2 separate regions of the Mus musculus genome follow, and region 2 is linked to region 1. A link is a contact called in public HiChIP or PLAC-seq data. All regions are on one chromosome and are shown on one strand. The core of a region is the stretch at or near the end of the contact, and the rest is flanking DNA. Distances in the headings are between cores, read along the strand shown.

The links. HiChIP or PLAC-seq counts read pairs in DNA pulled down with a chosen protein or histone mark.
Region 2: a contact with region 1 is called in an H3K4me3 HiChIP or PLAC-seq map of bone marrow-derived macrophages, with 5 times the contacts expected there. The contact joins the enhancer-like site here to the promoter of Dcaf1 in region 1. A contact is called at or near these places in 1 of 39 promoter capture datasets (hippocampal neurons), 4 of 115 datasets of contacts at active chromatin or transcription factors (astrocytes, bone marrow-derived macrophages and large pre-B cells) and 2 of 9 other capture datasets (embryonic stem cells and macrophages).

What each region holds. Positions count from the first base shown.
Region 1 is chr9:106,820,376-106,825,070 of GRCm38.p6, forward strand. It overlaps Dcaf1 (DDB1 and CUL4 associated factor 1), which reads left to right and starts at 1,549. Exons shown (of 24, transcript NM_001373930.1): 1 at 1,549-1,716.
Region 2 is chr9:107,263,720-107,268,350 of GRCm38.p6, forward strand. It overlaps Mapkapk3 (mitogen-activated protein kinase-activated protein kinase 3), which reads right to left. Exons shown (of 11, transcript NM_178907.3): 3 at 1-45. Among named protein-coding and RNA genes, the nearest start is that of Mapkapk3, 24 kb to the right of the region's middle. Within about 2 kb of position 1,267, at least 52 of the 459 cell types and tissues checked have an H3K27ac peak or open chromatin away from gene starts, as enhancers often do. A contact at or near this core is called in bone marrow-derived macrophages and macrophages, where this site is marked.

The DNA.
Region 1 (4,695 bases), core at 299-2,798:
ATGCTCTCTCCTGGTGTGTCTGAAGAGAGTGACAGGCTACTCACATAAAATAAATAAATCTTAAAAAAAAAACCATTTGATTCAAGTCTGCTATAGAGTCTAAATAAATAATGGTCATTATAGCTCAAGAGACAAGATTTCAGATGCACAGGAGAAAGCTGTGTTGTAGCAAGAGCGTGATTACAAGTTATATGCCTGTAGCACTGCTATTCACCCTCTAGAATTTGTATTTCAAGCAGCTGTTACTCCAAGCACATAATTGAGTGAGGAAGGAACGAAGTGCTCAGGTGGGTGGGGGTAGGGTGGTAGTGGATTTAAGCCCTAAGATACTGGCTGCTGCTTTTCTCTTTCTTTCTTTCTTTCTTTCTTTCTTTCTTTCTTTCTTTCTTTCTTTCTTTCTTGCTTGCTTGCTTGCTTGCTTGCTTGCTTGCTTGCTTGCTTGCTTGCTTGCTTGCTTGCTTTTCTTTCTTTTCTTTCTTTGTCTCTTCTTCTTCCCCTTCCTCTTCCTGCTTTTTTTTTTTTTTTTTCCAGAGGGAAATCTCTGTAGCCCTGGCTGTCCTGGAACTCACTCTGTAGACCAGGCTGGTCTTGAACTCAGAGATCCGCCTGCCTCTGTTTCCCAAGTGCTGGGATTAAAGGCATGCGCCACTGCCACTACCACTCTTCTGATACAGGCTTAGTAACAGCCGTAGAATCTGATCATGACAAGAGGTCCACAGTGTCTTATAATTTCCACAAGAACGTATTGGCTGTAATCGCTCTATGGAAACGCACAGAACTCGCTCAGAATGCCAAGAACAATAGTGAGTTGCATGAATCCTGACGTCTGGGTAGGTTTTGTCAAGATTCTGCTCAATTGTGGAGTTATCGTAATCTTCCATGTTATCACACAGAATCGCTGGGTCAAAACCAGATCCTTCCGATGCAGCTTCCCTTTGGTTTGTGAAGTTAGGCAAGTCATTTACTGTGGGTTTCATTTTCCTTAACTCTAAAATTGATAAATTGAATTAGATGGCCTCCGTGATTAGTTGTTTTCACCAAAGGGCTTTCATTTTTCTGCCTCACATATAATACATGGTAACTGATGTTTTTTGATTCCTGTCGAATATGTTTTTAACAGAAAGACAAAGGAAAACCGACGAATTTCTAACGAGTACAGTTGTTTCTGAATACATTTGTGTGAAATGCATTCTTTGACCCTGGCATCCTTCCGAGCCTGATGTGGCAGTGTCCTACTGAGCCCTTAGATGACACAGGGTAGAATTAAGTAAATTCGGGCAGCCCGGGCTTTTAGAAAGATCTATTCCTTCCTTTACTTTTCACTTCCGCCTTAAAGAAAACTACGAATCCCAGAAGTCAATGCGCTGAGGTGGTGCTTAATGGTAGGTCTAGCGCCATCATCCCTCCCCCGCCCTTAAACGCGGAAACTTCATTTCCCAGGAGCGCTTTGATGTCCCTCGGCTCCTCCCCCTTCCCCGCTCCGGAGCCTCGCGCCAACGTTACACACCCGCGCGCGCTGAGTGCGCGCGCGACCAGTACGTAGCCTGCGAGTGACGCATAATATGTGGGCCGCTCAGGAGCCGTGGTCGCGCTGTGTGTGTGTATATGTGTGTGTGTGAGTGAGTGAGGGAGAGTGAGTGCGGGACCAGAGGCAGTGTGTGAGAACCGTGGCCGCTGGAGGGGTCGGGGGGAGAAGCGGCGGAGCCGCTCGCGAAGGTGAGCGGGGTTAGGAAGGGGCCGGCTCTCTGGCAGGGGCACGAGGAGAGCGAGCGCGCGGCCCGCTGGGCGGGAGAGTGGGCGCCGCGCTGGGGGGAGGGGCGGCACCTGCTTCGGCTGCGGGCGGCGAGGGGCTGGGCGAGCCCACCGAGGCGGCTGGGCCCGGGGCCTGACGAGGCTCTCCTTCCGAGCCCGGGCCCGGGCCCGGGGGCGGGGCCTCCGGCTCCTTCCTCCCGTCCTGTAAAGAAGCCTCTTTAGAGTAACTCTTCCGCCGGGGTGTGGAGGGCAGGGGATGCTCGCCTCTACCTAAAGGAGGTGCTCTTTGAATCTCTCTCTTCCACTCCAAGTCTCTGTCCCTCACGGGACGAGGGGCATCTTCTTTCCCATGCCGCCCGGCGGACCCCTTCAGGAACGGTGTCCCCGCCTCCAGCCTCAGTCACCTGGGCGGGCTTTTCCCTCGGTCGGCTCCGTGCCACCTCCCACTTGCACCCTCCCGGCTCTCCGACCGGGGAGGGGGCGGAGCTCGGCGGGAACCCCTCCCACTTGTACAATGCAGTAGCGAGGGGACGGGGAGAGAGGTATGTGGGTGTCCAGACGCCCAGAGTCTGACCTAAGGTTGCCTGCCAGGTTTCCCCAGCGCTTATTCCGAGGGCTTTTAGTTGTTTGTTGGGCTTTCAAGGGCATTTGCCATACTTTGTCTTCTGTTCCTAGAAAGTGTCGGTCCGTTTCCTCTTACTGCTGTGGTTTTAACATTTGATGAGGAAATACTCTTGCGGTGTGTCTAGTAGTAGTTTTTGAGGAACAAATGACTCGTTTTTTGTTTATCTTACGTTGCTCTTTTTTTTTTTTTTTTCCCGGAGCTCATTGTAGTCTAGGCTGGCTTCGAACTAAGATATCCTTTTATCTCTGCCTCTAGTATTGTAATTAAAGGCGTCTGTTACCACTGCCGGGTTTGCTGTTTTTTTTTTTTTTTTTTTTTTAACTTTCAGGCAAAGACTTTTAAGTAGCATGCACGTTTTAACTTATTGTAGCACTATCTTCCTATTGCAAGCTTTTGAAGGCTTTTTTTCTCCTTGGATTTACTGGCATTTACCTTCAAGGCTTTTATAAGCATATGTACATTTCAGTCTGATCTCAAGATTTGTGTTTTTGTTTTTTGAGACAGGGTTTCTCTGTGTAGCCTTGGTTGCCTTGAAACTCAGTTTAGACTAGCCTGGCCTCGAACTCAGATCTGCCTGCTTCTGCTTCCCCGAGCACTGGGATTAAAAGTGTAAACCAGCCGGATGGTGGTGGTGCATGCCTTTAATCCCAGCACTTGGGAGGCAGAGGCAGGCGGATTTCTGAGTTCAAAGCCAGCCTGGTCTACAGAGTGAGTTCCAGGACAGCCAGGGCTACACAGAGAAACCTTGTCTTGAAAAACCAAAAAAAAAAAAAGTGTAAACCAGCACTGCCCCACCTTAAGATTTGTGTTTGTATATAGCAGTTACTCATTAACCATTTCGAACTGGGATTTTTTTGGGTTGTTAAGGTAATTTGAGGAACTTTTTTGAGCATAGTATTTACTGTTAACAGTGTTGTGTATTTGTTATTTTTTTTTTTCTCAGAAATCCACCTGCCTCTGCCTCCCAAGTGCTGGGATTAAAGGGATGGGCCACCACTGCCTAGCATAGCCCCTCAAACTTTTAAGTAGGAAACTAAAAATAAGTGATAATCTTTCAGTTTCAACTGTTAACTGCTTGCTGTATCTTCTTGTGTTAATTTTATGGAATTTGAGCTGGTAGGTACATCACCTCTAAATACTTTGTACACATTCTTATGAGTGAGGAAATTTCATGTGTATAAATTGATATTTTAAACATTTACGAATTCATATTCTGTAATATAGAATTTTCACTAGCTCCCACAACTGTTTCTATTTAATAGAGAAGTTGAGTTTTTTTTCCCCCAAACAATTTGATACTTAGAGAAGTTAAGTAAGAATTCACAGACATTTCAGCAGAGTTGGGATTTGAGTTCTTTTAAATTGTTAATTCTTTTCTGGGATGTGTCATTTGTGTGGTCTTGAAAATCTCTCTAACTCATTTCCTTATCCATAAAAGTCACCTCACAGGGTGGCTGTGAAAATTAAGCATGTAAGTTAGTTAATTACTTAGCTCAATGTCCTGGGCTAGATATCCCAACTTGGTGACCATTGATTGTATCATCATTAGGTGTGTGTCATAACTTTTTGCATGATTCTTATAAAAAAAACATTGTAGTGGTTTATTTAAGCATTCTGGAGGCAGAGACAAGCAGATCTTTTATGTGTTCAAGGCTAGCCTGTTCTATAGAGGCTAGCTAGGGGTACATAGTTAGACTCCTGCCCTCCAAAGAAAGTATGAATTAAATGATGCATACCCACTATATTACTCCAAACAAAATGATACCTTATAAATTTTGTATTAAAGCCTTTTGATGGATGGGTCACACTCATGGTATTTATTTATTTATTTATTAGATATTTTCTTTATATACATTTCAAATGCTATCCCAAAAGTTCCCTATACCCTCCCTCCGCCCTGCTCCCCTACCCACCCACTCCCGCTTCTTGGCCCTGGCATTCCCCTGTACTGGGGCATATAAAGTTTGCAATACCAAGCGGCCTCTCTTCCCAGTGATGGCCGACTAGGCCATCTTCTGCTACGTATGCAGCTAGAAATACGAGCTCTGGGGGGGGGGTGTACTGGTTAGTTCATATTGTTGTTCCACCTATAGGGTTGCAGACTCCTTCTGCTCCTTGGGTGCTTTCTCTAGCTTCTCCATTGGGGGGCCCTGTGTTCCATCTTATAGATGACTGTGAGCATCCATTTCTGTATTTGCCAGGCACTGGCATAGCCTCATACGAGACAGGTATAACAGGGTCCCTTCAGCAAAATCTTTCTGGCATATGGGTTTTTAAAAAAATTTTTTTAAAGATTTATTTTATGTACGAGTATACTA
Region 2 (4,631 bases), core at 17-2,516, 440 kb after region 1:
GTGGTGGTCCACCTCCTGCCGGGCCTTGGGGCTGTCATACAGGAGCTGTGGAGGGAGGCATCAAGGGCATCAGGCTCACACTCGCTCCCCTCGCTTTGCTCGAAGAGACCCGCGACCTGCCCAAATACCAGACTATGAGGAGCAAAGTGAAAATTCAAATCCTGTTTTTCCTGCTGTATGGTCCAGTGAGCCTCTGGACTTGAGGGGGGTCAGCCCCTCAAGCAGCTTAGCCAGTAAGTCTAGATGGCCCTGGGAGATGGGTGACAGGCTAGAGGGTCGGAGGTCAGAAAAGTCCCTATTTCTCTTTTCAGGGGAAAGAAATGAAGTGGAGCTTGCGCAAGGTTTGTGGTGAATCACATGCGTCATGGGGCGCCAGGCCAGGGACCACATATCTTTTGAGCCTCATTTTTATCCTTGATGACAGGTTACCCAGTTATCCAGGCTGATTGGGATCTGCATATGCCAGGCCCTTGGTGACTCCTTGTTTCTCGTAATGTCTCTCTGTGGGAAAGTGGAAGTGGTAAAGAAAGGAAAAAGGAAAAGCCCAGAATACAGAGAAGTTGTTGGAACCCATATAGAGGCTGCCTGAAGAGGTGGTAGGGCCTGTGTCCGTGAGTCTTTCCTCTGGGACCTGGCCCTGAGCGGAGGGAGACTCGGCTGTACTCCTGCAGGAGCAAAGGTAATTAAGACATCACATTCTCCAGGAGTGGGTGCAGAAATAAAACCGTCACTCCCAAGAAAAGTACTTCTAAAAGAAGTTGCTTGGAGCTGGTGAGATGGCTCGGTGGGTAAAAGGTTCCTGCTGCCCTGCCTGGTGACCTAAATTTGATCCCTGGAACCTACAAGGTAGAAGGAGAGAACCAAATCCTGCAAGCTCTCTCTCTCTCTCTCTCTCAATTAAATAAATAAAATAAAATACAATTAGTTGTTTGGCCATGACCTCCAGCTTTCAACAGAACTCGCAGCATCCCTGAGACCTCTGTGGAGAGGAAGGGACAATGCCAGAGAGATGGATCCACCTCAAGATGACCTCACCCTCATCCCAGGCCTACAGACCCCAGGATCTAACACAGAGCTTGAAACTCAGGGCAGGGAAGACCTTAATTGAGGAAAATAACAGCTTGGTGGAGTTTGGTGTAGGTTTGGGGTTGAATTCCTTCAGTGACTTCCTGTGACCTTAAGTAAGTATGTACAACTCCAAGCCACAGCCCACAACCCAGTAAAATGGAGTAATAACAGAGTCACCCGCATAAGACTCATCTCAGTAAAGTGCATGAGGTAGGCGGGTGTCAGGAATCTCACTCAGGTTAACAGCCTTGGGCTATGGGCTGCCTTCCCTAAGGCTGCCATAGGAAATGAGCAAAGCCCAGGAGAGTCGTGGAGGGGGTTGAGGGGAGGGGATTGGGGGGGGGTTATGAAAGAAGTCAGCATGGGAGGGGAGACTACCCAGAATGGGGACAATAGTGACAAGCCACCCTCAGCAGGCTGGCCCATTCGAGGACCAGCTATATTTTATTTCTCATTTGAGGAAGGCTATGCATCCACGATCTGATCATCTCTGCCCTGCTTAGCACCTGTAGGAACCCAGGACATACCAGCCTCAGTTTCCCCCATACAAGAAGGGGGGGGGGGAGCCAGCCCACTTTATACAGGACCCAATTAAGACAGCTATGGGACCAAGCTCTTCAGATAAAGATAGGGCAATGTCCCAGGGAAGGGAGAGGAATGTAGACGTTCCTTCTGCCCTTTGGCTGTTCCTCCAATCTGCTCCAGCCGGAGAACACAGGCGGTGCCTGTACAGAAACACAGGCAGGCAGGGTTTACTTCGCCCCTCTGTCAGTGCTGAGATCCGTATACTGTTACTCTGGCTAGCGCAGGTATGCCTGGGACTGCTGTGGGCCAAGGGGCGTGGGGTGGGGTCCCCGCTGGAGCACCTGCTTCCTGCTGTCAGAGCTAATGGCCTTAATCTCAGATCAGGGTGGGGGTGTGATCTACCTTCCAACTTTCCCTCTCCCCTGCCTCTTGCTCCTCACATCTCTCCTCCCCAAGCTGATATGTCTCTGGTCAGGCCTCCCAGACTGGCTCTAGACCCCTCCTCCCTCTACCTTCCTCTGACATCCATTCCCACCTAAGTCCTCCCTCTTTCTTCTCAGAAACCCCAAGCTCACAGCTGAAATGCATCCAGGAGGGTCAGCTGCCCTTTCTCGTCTCCATCTGTAGACACAGGTCTCTTTTCCACAGGCCCTCTAGGTTAAAAAAAAAAATGCCCCACTTCCCTGCCCCCGCACCCAAACATGTCTTCTTCACCCACCTCATGATCTGCTATCCCTGGGTCCTAAATCATTTGTCCAGGCCTGGGAGGCTGCACTTGCTATTTCTCAACAGCCCCTCCCTCCATTTTACCAGCCAGGTGCAGAGCAAAAGCTAGGCAGGTGAACTGGGCTTCCCTGGCTTGTCCTCGAAGGAAACATGGCAGAGGCTGGAGGAAGAGAGTGATGGGGGAGGGGAGAGGGTAGCACAGAGGATCCACAGAGGCTCAGAGCTGTGCTGACACAGAGGAGGGAGGGGAGTGCTGGGGGGCGGGCAGCTCTGGGATGAAGCTGTGGTGGCCCTACCCTACTTCCCAAGTAGACTAACTAGTCCTTAGTACCAAGGTGCTGAGAGTAGGCACAGGCTTGGGACAGTGTTGCTCCCAGAAAATCAATGGATGCTTCCTTGGCTCTCTCTGCAGGTGAGACCACAGGGGTCAGAGCCCTGAACATAGGCCCACTCAGTCTCCTAGACCGTCTCATCTGTCACCTTGACTTGTCCCTCGGCATAGCCTCAAACCTGTATGTGTGTGCTGTATGTAAGTGGATGTAGATGTGTGGATGCACATGCCTGTTCGTGAACATGTGAAGCCCACAAGTCAACAATGGGTGTCTTTCTCTATTCCTCTCCATCGTTTAAAAAAAAAATTACGCTAGTCGTGGTGGTGCACGTCTTTAATCCCAGCACTCGGGAGGCAGAGGCAGGCAGATTTCTGAGTTCGAGGCCAGCCTGGTCTACAGAGTGAGTTCCAGGACAGCTGGGGCTACACAGAGAAACCCTGTCTCAAAAAAACTAAAAAAAAAAAAAAAAAAAAAAAGAAATACTTTTTATTTTATGCATACAAGTGTTTGCTTGCACACATATATGTGTGCACCAAATGTGGGCCTGGTACCCATGGAAGCTAGAAGAAGGTGTCAAATCCCCTGCAGCTGTGGAGTTCCAGACAGTTGTGAGCTGCCATCTTTCCAGACCTATCTATCTATCTATCTATCTATCTATCTATCTATCTATCTATCTATCTATCTACCTACCTATCTATTATCTGTCTGTCTGTCTGTTTGTCTATTTATTTGGAGACAGGGTCTCTCACTGAACCTGGTGTTCCCTGTTTCAGCCATTGGCTGGCCAATGAGTCCCTAGGATCTGCCGTCTGAGCCCCACCCAGTGCTGGAATTGCAGACAAACTCTGCCACTCCCACCTTCTATGTGAGCACTGTAGTTTCCCAACTTAGGTGCCCATGCTCACCCAGGAAGTGTTTACTTGCTCACTGAGACACCTCTCTAGCCCCACAAATCTGTTTGTTTGTTTGTTTGTTTGTTATTTCTGGGGTTTTTTTTGTTTGTTTGTTTTTTTTTTTTTTTGAGATAAGGTCTCATAGAGCCCAGGCTGGCTTTGAACTTATGCTATAGCCAAGAATGGCCTTGAAGTCCTCAGTCTCCTGCCTCTACCTCTTGAGAGTTGGGATTATAAGCATGTGCCACCACCCCTGGTTTATGAAGTGTCAGGGGTCAAGAGCCCTGCCCACCTGGAGTTACATTGTCAGCTTCCAAATCTCATAAAATCTAGGTTTCCTCATCATCTTTCCCCAGAGCTAGAGCCTCCTCCCCCCCTCCTCCTCCCCCTCCTCCTCCCCTCCTCCCCATATCCTCCCCCTCCTCCAAGATTCCCCTTAAAGTTACCTCCTTCCATGACCCCTCCAGACCATCTTTCCTAGAAAGGACTCCAACAGTTCCCTTTTGCCCTTTATTTTTTCTCTTTCTGCCCATGTAGTTTGTTTATTTATTGAGTATAATTTACAGTCACTAAGGTGTACAGGCCTCACAGGTCTGGTTCAATGAGTTTAGACAATCCCACACACCCTAGGAGCCACACCCCCATCAAGATGGAAAACATTCCCAGCTCCCCAGAAAGCTCCTGCGTCAGAGTCCTTTCTACCTCCTCTGCTGAAATGCTCACAGCCTACAATTAGCTTGTCCCTTTGATCACTCCTTAAACAAATATACACAGATACTGTGCTTCCAGTGCGCCTGGCTTTGTTCTGAACATGATACAAATATTAGGCAAAGAGGACATAATTATCGTTATTTTTTTAGATAAGAAACTGAAGCACTAAAAAAGGAAGTAACTGGTTCCTGATCACATGATGGTTCTCCAGATCCTTCTTTTATGGTAGGGTCCTGTACTGGCTGGGAAGGGGGCTGATAGGGAGGGGGGAAATGAGATCTTCGTCTGTTCCACCCTATAAAACAGGGGAGGGAGAGGCCACTGTCACTGAGAGCATTCTGTCATGGCCAATACAGTGGATCCAGGTCCTGCTGGT